Linked DNA regions of Mus musculus: all the other regions are linked to region 2. Evidence: chromatin contacts called from public HiChIP or PLAC-seq and promoter capture Hi-C data. All regions are on one chromosome and are shown on one strand. The core of a region is the stretch at or near the end of the contact, and the rest is flanking DNA. Distances in the headings are between cores, read along the strand shown.

Region 1 (3,184 bases), core at 270-2,769, 1.8 Mb after region 2:
CTTGCCTGGAGCCTCACCTCCTCTCCCTCTGCCTGTAGTGTCTCTCCTGCTCACAGCAGAATGAGACAGTGCCCCATAGTATTCTGTTCCTAAGTCAGTGTGTGACCAGGAGCGTGAGATACTTGATACAGGGATTGCATGGTGTCTCGGTGCATCAAAGCATGCTCCCTCTGCTTCCATGTCCGGTTCAGAGAAGAGTTATTAATGGTAGATTGGTCCTGATCCTATATAGGAAAAACATTAACAGACCTGCTCTGGGGCAACCTTGTGGCCGGAGCAACACAAGCTTCATTTGCAAAAGGATAATAGTGGATACATTTATTGTTGTTAGTAACCAGTGGAGGTTACTAACATGTCCAGAAGAAATGGAGACATCGTAGAAAAAAGGGGTGGTGACACAGATGAGGGAACGTTATATTTAAAGACAACAGAGTTACTGAGATTTGGTAGTGAAACAAGAAGTCAAGAGAAGTAAGGTGTCGGGCATGGATCTTGGAAATCTGGCTTGCAAAACTGAGTATGTTTTTGGCAGAGCTACTGAGGTGAAGGACCATGAGACAGGGCTCTCTGGGGCAGTACAAAATGAAGCAAAAAAGAAAGGTGGACTTTCATCTATGAGGCACGCAGGGTGAGGAGTTCTGGGTATCCTCTTGAAGAAGCCATTTGACCCGCATACCTGTCGCAGGGAGAAGAGCTCATGCAAAATGACAAGTGACTTTAAAAGGCAGTGGAGTGAGAAGGATGTCGTTTCTATCGGCTCTTTCTTCCCAGGCTCTTCTCGACCTCTGCCCTTCTCTGAGACCAACCAAGGGAGAGAAGATAAGATCCTATAGAGATGATCCACTGAAGCAGAGAGAATTGACTGTGTTTTCAAATGGCAAAACCCACTCTCCCTGTGTGCAAGTGAATTATCACAGGAACAGCGAATGGATTTGAACACCACTCCATTACTTTCACAGGCGTTGTCTATCACCTTCAAGGAGAGAGATTTTTAAACAGCGACTGCATCATGTTAAGACCGAACTTTTTCCCTAGCCCTAGTAAATTTCTCTGACCCTGCAACACAGCTGACCTCCTAGATGCAAAGCAAGCATTTCTAGGTGATTAAACACATTGGTAGTGAGGCCTTTGACCACACAATAGAACAAAGTAATCAGCCTCCAGAGAGATCAAAACCACAACCTTGTCTTTATTTGATCGTCCTGTCACAGGAGTGCTCAAGGCAGACAAACCCTCGCCGTCCCCGGGCTGCAAAACATTTTATTTCCCTTCACATTTGGAGGGTTGCTGATTTATTAAAACGTGCTCAGCCATTCTAAATAAGCCACTGGACAGAAGGGAAGCAAGTAGTGTTCCTATAAATTATCAAATGGAAAAAGCTCTTACAAAACCTGCGGAGGGCTTGAGCGATGGCAGGTACCAGGTCCTGGAATCCACCTTGGAGAGCAAAAGCAGCTCTCAGCTTTGGTCCTGGGGTCTGGGTTGCCTCGCTTAGTGTAGCCACGTGATCTCACTGCCCCCTGCTGGATGAAATGCGCATATGTTTCTGCTTCTGTTACCCCGAGCCTTTCCCTTACACGAGGCTCCTCCCTCATCTTGATTTTCCTCTGTACTCGGGAAGAATTGTGGTACCTGACCAAAGGGTCTTTTGGGGGTTCCATACCAAAGAAAGACAGGTAGGAAAGCATGCACAGTCTGAGATCACTGTGTGAGAAACAGAGGCCGGGGGCCAAGGGAAACAGTCCAGTGAGAGGCTCCCTGCAAGCACCTCCCACACCCCCCAGATTCCAGCAGTCTACATTTCTGACCCCTGAGGCTTTAGGACCACATCTGAGAAACAGATGCCTATGGAAATCCTTTTTAATATGGCCAGGTACGTGTCTCTTGGGGAAGGCAGGTTTTCTGCTTGAGAACATAATGCCTTTATTTCACAGGTCCACAAGCAGCAGGCTTTCTTCTTTTTAAAAAAAAAAAAAATGTCATGGAAATAAGTCTCCCGTGCTAGAGCACTTTAAAAGTTAAAGGTTTAAAGCAAACGCCCATTCTCAGATACCCATCAGCTATCACACCTCCTAGACCAATGGTTCTAAAGCTGGGGGCCGTGACCATCAGAAAACATGGCTATTTTACAGTAGTAAAATTACAGCTATGACGTAGCAATGAAAACAATTTTATTTGGTTGGGGTCACCAGAACATGATGATCTATATTGAAGGGTCACAGCATTAAGAAGGTTGAGAACCAGTGTTTTCATTTTATTTTATCTGCCTCCATGTCTCATTCTATAGACACCGCACACTGAATAGGAAGGGAGTCTCACTACAGACAAGATAAGAACACTAGACCTGGTTCTAGTCTGGAATAGAAAGATGGGCTGCTGGCTGCTGGGCGATGGTGGTCCACACCTTTAATCCCAGCACTTGAGAGGCAAAGGCAGACCAATCCCCGACATCCTGGCTGTACAGAGTGAGAGCCAGGACAGCCAGGGCTACACAGTGAAACCCACTGGTCAATGGTTAATTCCTGAGCTGACAGAGTCCTGGACAGAGGGTCGTTACAGACAGCTCTATCTTTTTGGGCACTGCCTATGATTGCTTCCTCCTGGCAGTTTCCGTGTTTCAAGTTTCACATTGAGGTCTCTGATCCGTTCAGAGCTCATTTTTGTGCTGGGTGATAAATTTGGGTCCAGTTTGTTCTTCTTCATGCAAACATCTCATTTTTCCAGTAGTTTATTGATGATGCTGTCTTTTCCCAATGTGTATTTGTGGCACATTTGTCAAAGATCAGTCAGCTGTAGCTGCATGCAGTCATGTTTGGGCATTTCTGTTGTTATTCCATTAGTCTATCTGTCGGTTTATGGCAATACCATGCTGTTTATTAATCCAACTCTATAAGATATCTGGAATGGTAATTCCTCTACCCTGCCCCTTTTTCTCAGGATTGCTCCAGCATCTTTTGTGATCCATATGAATTTTAACCTTCTTTTTTCTGCACATTCTGTGGCGGATGTGGGCATTTTGGCTGGGACTACATCAAATGAGTTAATTGATTTTGATAGAATGGTTGTTTTCACAGTGTGAGTTCTACCAAACCATGAGCATGAGAACTCCAGAGTCTTCCTCAAGCTCTTTCTTCAGAGACTTAATGGTTTTACAATGAATGTAAAGATGCTACCCTTTGAAACA
Region 2 (3,157 bases), core at 21-2,520:
TGTGGCTGGGTTGGACATTATATAGTTATGCTTGATTTCAGAATCTGAATATCACCAACATCATTTTGTAATTGTGTAACTTGAATACATCACTGGATTCACCTGGTTAAGACTGGGTATTAGTCTTGTAGAGGAACCATGTTTGCATCCTAGCACCCACGCAGGGCAGCCCACAATCACCAGTTACTCCAGCTCCAGGGAGATGAGCTGATGGTTCACGCTTTCACTAGTATGAGAACACACACAATTAAAACCAAAACAAACAAACAAAAAAACCCAACAAACTTTAAATCCTTGATGAATGCGGAGGTTATTATTTAGATATTTAATTTAGATTAAATTTATTTAGATTAAATGCTAGTCTTGGCAACTCTCCCCACTGCACCTGCACCTCTATCATCTCCATCTGCATCTCCACCATCTCCATCTGGATCCTCACCGTGGCAGAGACTCCTTTTGTGGGCTTCGAACACTGCTCCCCAGAGGCGAACAGCTAGTTTGGTTTTAGCAAGCTTCCCCTTTCCAAGAACATGTCACACACAAAAGTCCCGACCTATCCTATTACATCCTTTCCCTGTGTTTTCAAGAACTCAGTTTGCACATCCTGGTACGTTTGGAATTTGTTCACTAGTCACTCATTGAAACGCACGGGTAGCAGGGGAGAGTTCTTGTTCTAGCTTCTGTTTACCACGTGTGTTGTGGGTGTACTGGGCATGTCTCACAGTCCTCCTACAATGTAAAACCCAAGCTTGTCAAGTAACAAGACTCAAACAAGTAAGCCCGGGAAGTATATCTGCATTTAAGGTATAAAGGAAGGATTCTAACTCTAGCTATTGCCATGTCATAGTTTCTTTTTAAGGAATCCCAGACAAAAGTGGCTTCCGCACCCCTCTGTTTAAAACTTTGGCTGTGACAGATATACAGTGACCATACTGGATAAAGAACGAAACCACCAGAGCAGCCGGTTGCTCTCAGCAGTCATCAAAGGTCCCGGATGGGGCCCACTGCACGCCAAGGATGGGGTGCTCACAAGTCCTTCCCGGGCCTGAGCCCCACGCTGGTGCCAAGAGGGGACCCGGGGCGAGCGTGGCTCCCCCCGAGCACGGTGAGCCCGACTCACCTGCGTGGCTTCCAGCCGCGCGCGCACCTCCCGCATCAAGAACGGCTCCAGGCCGCGGCCCGCGGTGCAGAAGAACCGGGCGCCGCCAGCGGGGTCAGAACCCGGGTCTGCCTGGGCTACAGCCATGGCGCTCAGGCGCGACCCCGAGACCCGGTCACGTGAGCTCGGGAGCGCGCCTGGGAGCCTTCAGTGGAACGCGCACCGGAGCGTCGCCTTTGCAGGCCCGCCCTCTATGGGGCGTCCCGGAAACTACAGCGAGCCTCCTGCAGCCAGGCATCTCTGATTGTCAAGGGTCCTGGGGATGCTGTCCTTACTGTCTTCATCTAAGACTGGGCCGAACCGGTGAACTCAGGATCAAGAGAAGAAATTCTTGTTCTCCAGCAAAATGTCTTTGTGTTCCCGACACTTGTTACATTTCTTGAATCTGGCCAATCACATAGGTAAATAATGAATGTGCCATCCAGTTTAGTCTAATCGATTTGAGCTAGTGACGGTATTTGAATGGTTTTTTTTTTTTTTAAAGAAAAACCTCTTGAGTTTTAAAATGACAAAATTTGATATAGATAGAATAAAAATCTATCTCTAATTCAACAACATTAAATTAGCTATGTAGTTCTATATTGAATCAGATATTAGAAACTGTTAGAGGAATATTTCTCCAGGTCCAGAAATGAATGCCAGTGGGTAACTGACATTCTCTTGCCCCTTAACCAGTGGTCAGCTCCTGAAGGGTTGGGGCAGTAGAGCCAAGTTCCTTATGGAGTCCCGTCACCTGAGCGTTTCCAAAGGTCAGCTCTAAGTTGTTTCATTTGGTGGCTCACCCTAGACCTGTCCCCAAAAATTAAAAATAAAAGAGGGACAACACCTGAGGAAGGATACCTGAGGTTGTCTTCTGGCCTCTATGTGTACACATGCACATGTACGCCGCACACATATTTTCCTGCATATACATACATGTGCGTGCATACACACATACATACATAGTCTGTACTAAAAAAATAGTCTCAGATGCCTTCAGATGAATTTAACTTACCCAGCTGCAATCTGCCATTTGAATATTACTTATTCAACATCGAGGAAGTTGGAAGTCAACAGAAACAATTTTAGAACGGACAGACTTTAATTCTCTTTCATGTTTGTCAGTTCTGTATATTTCTATAATAAATTTTAGTCATTTTTATCTCACCTCAAGATGCACATTTAAACTGGAGTAGCTGTGAGACATTTGCTTCACAGTTTCTCCCTGTTTTGATGTGATTGTCGATTCCCTTAATTTCAAAGGTGTTTAATGCATGCAATTGACTATCAGAATGCAGATGTTTTAGGCTGCGAAATTCCTGGGGAGATGATAGTTTCATTCATCCGGATACCATAGTCATACACAGGCTTACTCTCGGTAGGTAATAAGTTAGTTTGGTGCTGAATTGGATGCAATTCATTGGCATAAGACTAAAAGAAAGACCAACACAGGAAGTCTCTCTCAGCTAGGAAGATTGCTATAATTGCCTAGGGTGGTTAGGTTTTTTTTTCGACTTGCTTCAACTTAAAATCACTTATAGTCCTCAACCGAGGAATCAACTGGATCAGGTTGGCTTGTGCTGACGTCTCTGGAGGTTTGTCTTGCTAACTGACACAGCCCACTGTGGGTGGCACCATTCCCTAAGCCGGGAAGGAGTTTCTGCTTATAACCAGAAACCAAGCAAGCCAGCCTCCATTTCTCTATCTTCTTGCTGCTCCCGAGTGTCGAGGTGGCACATTAATTCCATAACCTGGAACTGTAAGCCAAACAAACCCTTTCCGCCCCTAAGTTGCTTTCAGTCAGGCTGTTTTATCCTGGCAACAGAAATGATACTAGAACACCATCCTATCCGCAGTGGCTATTGTGAGCAGGCATGGAATAAAGGAAAGGAAGTGTGGGCAACAAAGTAGGAAAGTTGGGGTGCTAAAGGGTAGGAGATCACTGCACCCCTGAACTTCTTTGCAACATACCTTGTTGCTTTCCTTCTTCCTGTCATCTCAGCAACATATTCTGTAGCC
Region 3 (3,255 bases), core at 402-2,901, 1.0 Mb before region 2:
CTAGGCTGCCATGGGTACTTGTTATGAACCCATACATGTAACTTTTTTTTTATTTAAGCTAGACCAACAAAAATTCGAACTTTAGAAAGATAAGCGGCTTCTGATTAAAAAGGGTTGGAACACCTTAATTTTTGGAAGGTGTGCATAACTTCGTCAACTTCTGCTAAGATTTGATCTCAAATGTATTAAGTGTTTAAATAATATCTTAAGTCGTCAAGACCGTTTAAAGGCCCCCAAAAGAGTCAAAACCGTTCGGATTGGTTTGTTTCCTTAAAGTCTCCATGGAACTGAAGTTGTGGGTTGCGCTGTCCACATTCCTCCAGCCTCCAGCTAAACGTTTCTGATAAAGGAGGACTCGAGGAATGTGTGACTGAATTCCCACAGCTCTGCATTCATTTCCTTCTGTGGGGGACAAACTTGAAGTACATTATGAATGAAGAACTCTCGTCATCTGAACGCCTTTTATTTGACAGCAGGGACAGACACACACACACACACTTAGATCACCGGCCCACTCATTTCTGTAACAAGAAAACTTATCTTGGCCATTGCCTGGCCTGAATGAACCCCATGCCCACAAAGCCTTTTCTATAGAAAGATATTAAACTAGCGAGGGCTAAACTACGGGGAGAGCACGAGGGCGCAATTTGTCATTGCATCGCGGTTCCCACGGAGACGAGGCCACGAGAGCCTTCCCGTTATGGTTGCCCAGCGTGAGGATGATGCGGGTCGGGGAGGCCGGGTCCCCAGCACAGCCTCGGAGCCGGAGTTGCTCAACTAACAAAGAGCGGATCCCGCCGAGGGCGCGCGGCGCAGCCTCCCGGAGCGGAAGCGACACCCGCCCGCCCCCGCCGCCCCCACCCCGCTACCCTCCCCAAGTTCAGGGCCCGGACTCCGGGAGGCCCGGCACCCCAAGCCCACCCAAAGCCGGCATTCGGGATTCGGGGATCGTGGGCAATAAAGGAAAGAATCAGTCCGAGTCGCCAGCTACGCGCTCGGCGTGCACGCAGCGGCAAAGGCGGCCAGGCCGAACCCCCGCCGCCGGGCCCTGCTGGAGGGACGCGGCGCGGCGCCGCGCTTTGTTACCGTGGACAGGGGCATGCTCCGAGGGCCACCGCCGCTGCCACCTTCGTCGCCGCCGCTCCCTCCCTCATCGCCGTCGCCTTCGTCGCCTTCTTCTCCACCTTCGCCTTCCTCGCCGTCGCCGCCGCCGCCGCTGCCTCCGTCTCCGTCGCCTCCGTCGCCGCCGCCGCTGTCGCTATCGCTCCCCGCCTGAGGCGTCGCTTCCTGGCGATTCTCGCTCTCCTCGGCCGAGTAGACGATCTCTCCCTCCTCGGTCTTGAGGCGCTTGGCCTGGCTCTCGAACTCCCGGTCCTCCTCGTACGTCTCCTCCTTGGGGGAGGAGGAGGAGGAGGAGGACATGGCGGCGGCGGTGGAGACGGCGCGGGAGACGGGCCTCAGATGTCGCTGATCGGTCCCCGCCGCGGGCTGCGCCTCCTCGGCGCGGGTCTGAGCTGGCCCGGCGTCCTCCGCGGCGCGCTCCAGGAGCCCGTGACTGAGAAGGGAGCGCGGGCTGAGGGGACGCTTCCCTTTATCTCTCAGCCAGCCTCCAGCCTCTCCCTCCGCCAGCTTCGCGGCTCCCAGCCCCGGGGGGGACGCGAAAGTAAGGATGGGGCCGGGCCGTGGCTTCCGGTCTTCCCTCCTCCCTGATCCGCTCCCCGCCGCTCAGGCGGAGCCTCCACCCCGCCTTGACTGCCGCCGGGCGGGATGGGATCCAGGGCCCGAGAGTTTCCGCCCCCTTGCCGAACTTCCGCCTCCTATTGGAAGAGCGAAAGTCGATCTGGCTTCCAATTGGCTGGAAGAACTGCTCGTCAGAATCCCAGCCTGGACTCTCGCTGGGCTCCGGTCGGGACCGTGCAACGCCCGCTGCGCGCGGTTCCGCAGCGGTTGCAGCCCCGTGGCGGTTAGCGCTGTTAGGCCCTGGCCGCCGCTGAGATACCGGGTGAATGTGAGGAGCCGGCGATGCGTTCGGCAGAGTCGGGGCTGTGGGTGTTAACCGCCTTCCCGCTAATTTGAATGCTTTTCTTCTTCATTTTAAAAAGATGAGGGAGACCTGGAGAATCTTTAAAAAGATGAGGGAAACCTGGAGAATCTCCGCGCACCTAACCACACACAGCCCCCGAAAGCGCGTGGACTCTGCGCCACTAACTAAACAGAACAACCGTTAGCTGTTACTGACTGTGGCGAGCCAGCGAGATGATGCACACAGGTCTGCGCAGGGCATAGGTGACCTGCAAACCGGACCTATTGCTGCAGACATACCTATCCAAGTCCCTGCTGCAGTTACATATTCTCAACCTTCCTCTAAAACCCCTATTCTCACTGTTCTGAATGATCGTCTTCATTTTCCAAAATAGGAAACTCTCACAATCCTGTTCGTTTCCAGCCCACAACTCACTTCCTCTGTGAAGCCTAAAGACTGTTTTAAGGTTTTTAGCTGTTTCTATTTGCAAAAGGCCTTTGAATAACTAAAGGTGTTGTTTTAAAACAAAACAAAACTGGACGTGCTTAAGGGCAGGTACTGTGTTCATTTTTATAATCTAGTTCCAGTACAGTTCACCCCAACCCAATCCACCCCCGAATGGATTTCAGTGACCAACTTACTGGGTTGAAATTATGGTGTCTAGCTAGCAAGAAACCCACCGCGCCCTAAGTGCCCTGTTACTTTAAGCCTTGGAAAACTAAGATTCGTTCTGCGCACTTGTTTTGAACCTCTTCCTTTCCCAGTTGTGGGTTGTTCCCTCCTCTAGCCTGTTTTTTTTCCCCCAAAGGCATTTCTTCCCCCAGAAAGATGTGTGATCGTTCTTTTAACATATGTTGCTTTCTCCTTTATACTTTGCGTCGCTTGTCATTTTAGAATCCTAAGGAATCTAAGCGTTTCTGCAAACTGTACCACTGTGTGTGAGAGAGAGAGAGAGGCCGCTTGCAGAACTGAAAATTAGAAATATGTCTTTAAAATTAAGATAAGACTGACGTGTACCGAAGAAATATCAAAGAAGGAATTGCAGAGCTGGGGACAGATAAGGAAACGTCCTGAGCGAGAGCAACTGCATCCGCAGTCAGAAAAACACTGCACCAGTTTTGCCCAAAAGTTTTTGTCTGAGTCAGATGCTCCATACAAATTGACAGTGCAAAAGTTTCTGTGCAAGAAAGTTCAGGTACAAAAGTTTTAAAAGCTAAGATCTAAAAGGCGTA
Region 4 (3,255 bases), core at 295-2,794, 1.9 Mb after region 2:
GAAGCCGTTGAGAAGGCTCAGTTGGCTCAGTGCTTGCTGCCCAGCATGAAGAACGCTTGTGTTGATCCCCAGCACCTATGTAAGAACCAAGCCTGGTGATTTGGAGTTGTAATCTTAGGGATCGCTGGGGCTCACTGGCCAGCTAGCCTAGCCAATTGGGTGAACTCCAGCCTCAGCAAAAGACTCATCTCAAAAAACAAAGTGGAGAACGATAGAGAAAGACACTCAGCATCGACTTCTGACCTCCATGTGTATCTCTGTACACACATGTACACATGCGAAGGCACACACATGTGCAGGCACACACATGCACACGCACACTCGCGCACACACCACACACACACACACACACACACGTGGGTCCGTGGGATATGCCTCTTGGGCAGGTGGAACTTGGAGCGCTCAGACTGCGTCATCCAGCATGGGTCGTCATTGTAGGACGTCGTAGCTTTTTAAGGAAGCTCAGCTGAGACACCACTCAGGGGTTGGGAAAACACATCCTAGGATGTGGTAGGCCGAATCTGGGGTCCCCTGATTCTCAGGTACTCAGTCAAGGCGGAAAACCACACAGGGGAGTCAGGAACAAAGTGCCCCAGGTCCAAGGGCCCCACAACGAGACTGGGACCAGGAAAATGGGAGCTCTGACTAAGCTCATCTGCACAAGCCCTTAGCTTGGCGATGGTTGTCATCTGAGGGAAAGTTAGGCTGCAGCTCTGTAGGCCAAGGCCTTCTCCGTGCTCCCCACAGCAGTTCTCTCAAGAGAGAGTCTTTAGTTCCAAACTGTTTATCATGGAAAAATGGATGCATATCATGGACCAGAGATTAAATACCTTTTGCACAGAGGAATATCCAGGAAGGGAAGCTTATTGTCTAAACCCTCGGGGCCGCAAGATACCTCATTAGCATGGAGAACTCTGTTTTGGGCTACAGGACCATCGTGTTTCCTTATGTGGGAAATGTGGCGCGTGTTCCAGGCCAGGAATCTGGTAGGGAACAGAGCTGCCTCCCATCTCAGGTGTGTCTAGGTGCAGGGGACTCTGAACCTGCTCAACCTACCAAATTTCCTGGCATGGTCCACTGTCTGAGAGAGAGAGAGCGAGAGAGAGAGAGAGAGAGAGAGAGAGAGAGAGAGAGAGAGAGAGAGAGAGAGAGAGAGAGGAAGACAGGGGGGAAGAGGGGGAGGGGGAGCGGGAGGGGGGAGAGAGAGAGAGAGAGAGAGGATAAAGTACAGTTATTCCCTCTATATACATGGTGGTTGTATTCCCATAAAAAAGTAATTAGCAACACGTGTTGCTCAACAAAGCTGAGATACAGGCTCTGGCCACTGCAAACCCTCTTCTCACACTGAGGATGCCTGGAACAGGCAGTGAATATGCCTGCCCTCCTCCTGCCTAAGAAGTAGAAACCCTGAATCTTATTTAGAAACAAGACTCTAAGACTCTAAACATAAGAAGGAAAACAAGTATCAGCTTATGCCCTGAGGATAAAAGAATGATTCAAAGGCATGGAGCTATCTGAGCCTTGTTTTTACCTCTTGCATGCCAGATTGGATGCTGAGCAAGCTAGCAACATAAAAGCACATACAGAAAAAAAAAGCCTGTTTCCTATATGCAAAGGACCAAGCGAAAGGCATTGTAGCTAACTTTATTGTGGTCAAATATCACACACGCACATGCACATACACACACACACACACCCTCTGACCCATCCCCAATTCACACACACAAGGCCAAATAGAGATCATATATTTCCACTCTCAGCTAATGCTAATGAGGCTGCCCACCCCCACTTCCTCCCACAGGAACAGAGCCAGAGAAATCCACAGCAAAACAGAGCTCAGTCAACCATCTAAAAAATTATAATCAAAGGGAGAATTTTGAAATCAGTATGAGACAGATGACACCTTCCCTACAGGGTAGAGATAATCAGGACCACAAAGGATTCCTTACCAAAAATCCCAGGAAGCAGGGGAAACAGTTACATTTTCCCTGTGCTAACAGAAAAGAACTATCCATGCAGAGCAACATTTAAAATGTCCTTCAGAAACGAAGGAAAAATCAAAACATGCTCAGATGAAAGAAAATAAAGAGAAATTATCAACAGCCTGCCTATCCTACCAAAATGCTTACAGAAATGTGGTTTCTAAAGATCTCCCTTAAAATATGAAGAAAAGGGGGAACTAGACAGATGGCCCAGTGGTTAGGTACACTGACTACTCTCCAGAAGACCCCAAGAGTTCATTTCCCAATGGTAGTTCACAATCATCTACAACTCCAGTTCCAAGGGATCTAAGACCCTCTTCTGACATTTCCAGTCACCAGGTACACACTTGGTGAACAGATATACAGGCAGACAAAACACTCACACACAAAATAAAATAAGAAATAAAGAGAATGAAGGTGTCTTAGTTAGGGTTTTACTGCTGGGAACAGACACCACAACCAAGGCAACTCTTATAAGGGCAACATTTAATTGGGGGCTGGCTTACAGGTTCAGAGGTTCAGTCCATTATCATCAAGGCATGAGCATGGCAGCATCCATGCAGGCATGGTGCAGAGGAAGCTGAGAGTGCTGCATCTTGACCTGAAGGCTAACAGGAGAAGACTGTCTCTAGGCAGCTGTAAGGGTCTTAAAGCCCATCCCAACATGACACACTTCCTCCAGCAAGGCCACGCCTCCTAATAGTGCTGCTCCCTGGGCCAAGCATATTCAAACCACCACAGAAGGTTACCTAAGTACACCTCTCACTCCTCACCAAAGAAGCTTCTCTTGTCAGCAGACAGAGACCATTACAGGAAGCCACAACTGCTCAAAATTCAGAACAACTGACTGTGATGTTCCGGCCCCAACTGATACATCTACAACAAAATCCCTACACCTAAAGTTTAAGGAACACTGCAGAAGGGGAGGGGGTAAGGGTCAGAGGCCCAGGATGGGACACCAACTAGGAGGTAGTGCCTTCTATATACTACAGGGAAGCTAGACCCAGAACATTTCAACAACATATTTGCTTAAACAAGACCTGAAAATGACAGGATCAATTGGTATGCCAATGTATGGAGTGGGGAATCTCAGAAGACTTCATTCATCCTTAGAAGAGCTAGTCAATTGATGGTAAGCAAGAGAGGGAGATTCAGTCTTCTCCGGGGGTGAGCACCTGATGGGTTGTCTAATCCCTAGAGGTCAGCCCTAAACACATACAAGCAATACTAAGTGATCTCAGCAGGTTGCATTTATAAAGTTAAAGGCATTCAT

Evidence for each region. Promoter capture Hi-C pulls out the DNA fragments that hold promoters and counts their contacts. HiChIP or PLAC-seq counts read pairs in DNA pulled down with a chosen protein or histone mark.
Region 1: a contact with region 2 is called in a promoter capture Hi-C map of hippocampal neurons, with 12 times the contacts expected there. The contact joins the enhancer-like site here to the promoter of Thumpd2 in region 2. A contact is called at or near these places in 8 of 39 promoter capture datasets (the 3T3-L1 cell line, 3T3-L1-derived adipocytes, the C10 cell line and 4 more), 1 of 484 Hi-C or Micro-C datasets (cortical neurons) and 1 of 9 other capture datasets (embryonic stem cells).
Region 3: a FOXA1 HiChIP or PLAC-seq map of pancreatic cancer cells shows a contact between it and region 2. The contact joins the promoter of 4933407O12Rik here to the promoter of Thumpd2 in region 2. A contact is called at or near these places in 2 of 39 promoter capture datasets (the HPC-7 cell line and pre-B cells) and 1 of 115 datasets of contacts at active chromatin or transcription factors (pancreatic cancer cells).
Region 4: a promoter capture Hi-C map of hippocampal neurons shows a contact between it and region 2, with 22 times the contacts expected there. The contact joins the enhancer-like site here to the promoter of Thumpd2 in region 2. A contact is called at or near these places in 10 of 39 promoter capture datasets (the 3T3-L1 cell line, the C10 cell line, the HPC-7 cell line and 6 more) and 2 of 484 Hi-C or Micro-C datasets (cortical neurons and embryonic fibroblasts).

The regions. Positions count from the first base shown.
Region 1 is chr17:82,856,197-82,859,380 of GRCm38.p6, forward strand. All of the region lies in intron 4 of Gm34265 (a long non-coding RNA gene), which reads right to left. Among named protein-coding and RNA genes, the nearest start is that of Gm41629, 14 kb to the right of the region's middle. Within about 2 kb of position 1,520, at least 27 of the 459 cell types and tissues checked have an H3K27ac peak or open chromatin away from gene starts, as enhancers often do. A contact at or near this core is called in cortical neurons and hippocampal neurons, where this site is marked.
Region 2 is chr17:81,063,815-81,066,971 of GRCm38.p6, forward strand. It overlaps Thumpd2 (THUMP domain containing 2), which reads right to left and starts at 1,271. Exons shown (of 10, transcript NM_028138.1): 1 at 1,121-1,271. The coding sequence starts at 1,246.
Region 3 is chr17:80,060,571-80,063,825 of GRCm38.p6, forward strand. It overlaps 4933407O12Rik, which reads left to right and starts at 1,652. Exons shown (of 2, transcript XM_006525248.3): 1 at 1,652-2,002; 2 at 2,103-2,892. The coding sequence starts at 1,670. The coding sequence ends at 2,228. Hnrnpll (heterogeneous nuclear ribonucleoprotein L-like) reads right to left here and starts at 1,698. Exons shown (of 13, transcript NM_144802.4): 1 at 1,087-1,698. The coding sequence starts at 1,422.
Region 4 is chr17:83,002,682-83,005,936 of GRCm38.p6, forward strand. No RefSeq gene overlaps it. Among named protein-coding and RNA genes, the nearest start is that of Gm4601, 48 kb to the left of the region's middle. Within about 2 kb of position 1,545, at least 1 of the 459 cell types and tissues checked has an H3K27ac peak or open chromatin away from gene starts, as enhancers often do. A contact at or near this core is called in hippocampal neurons, where this site is marked.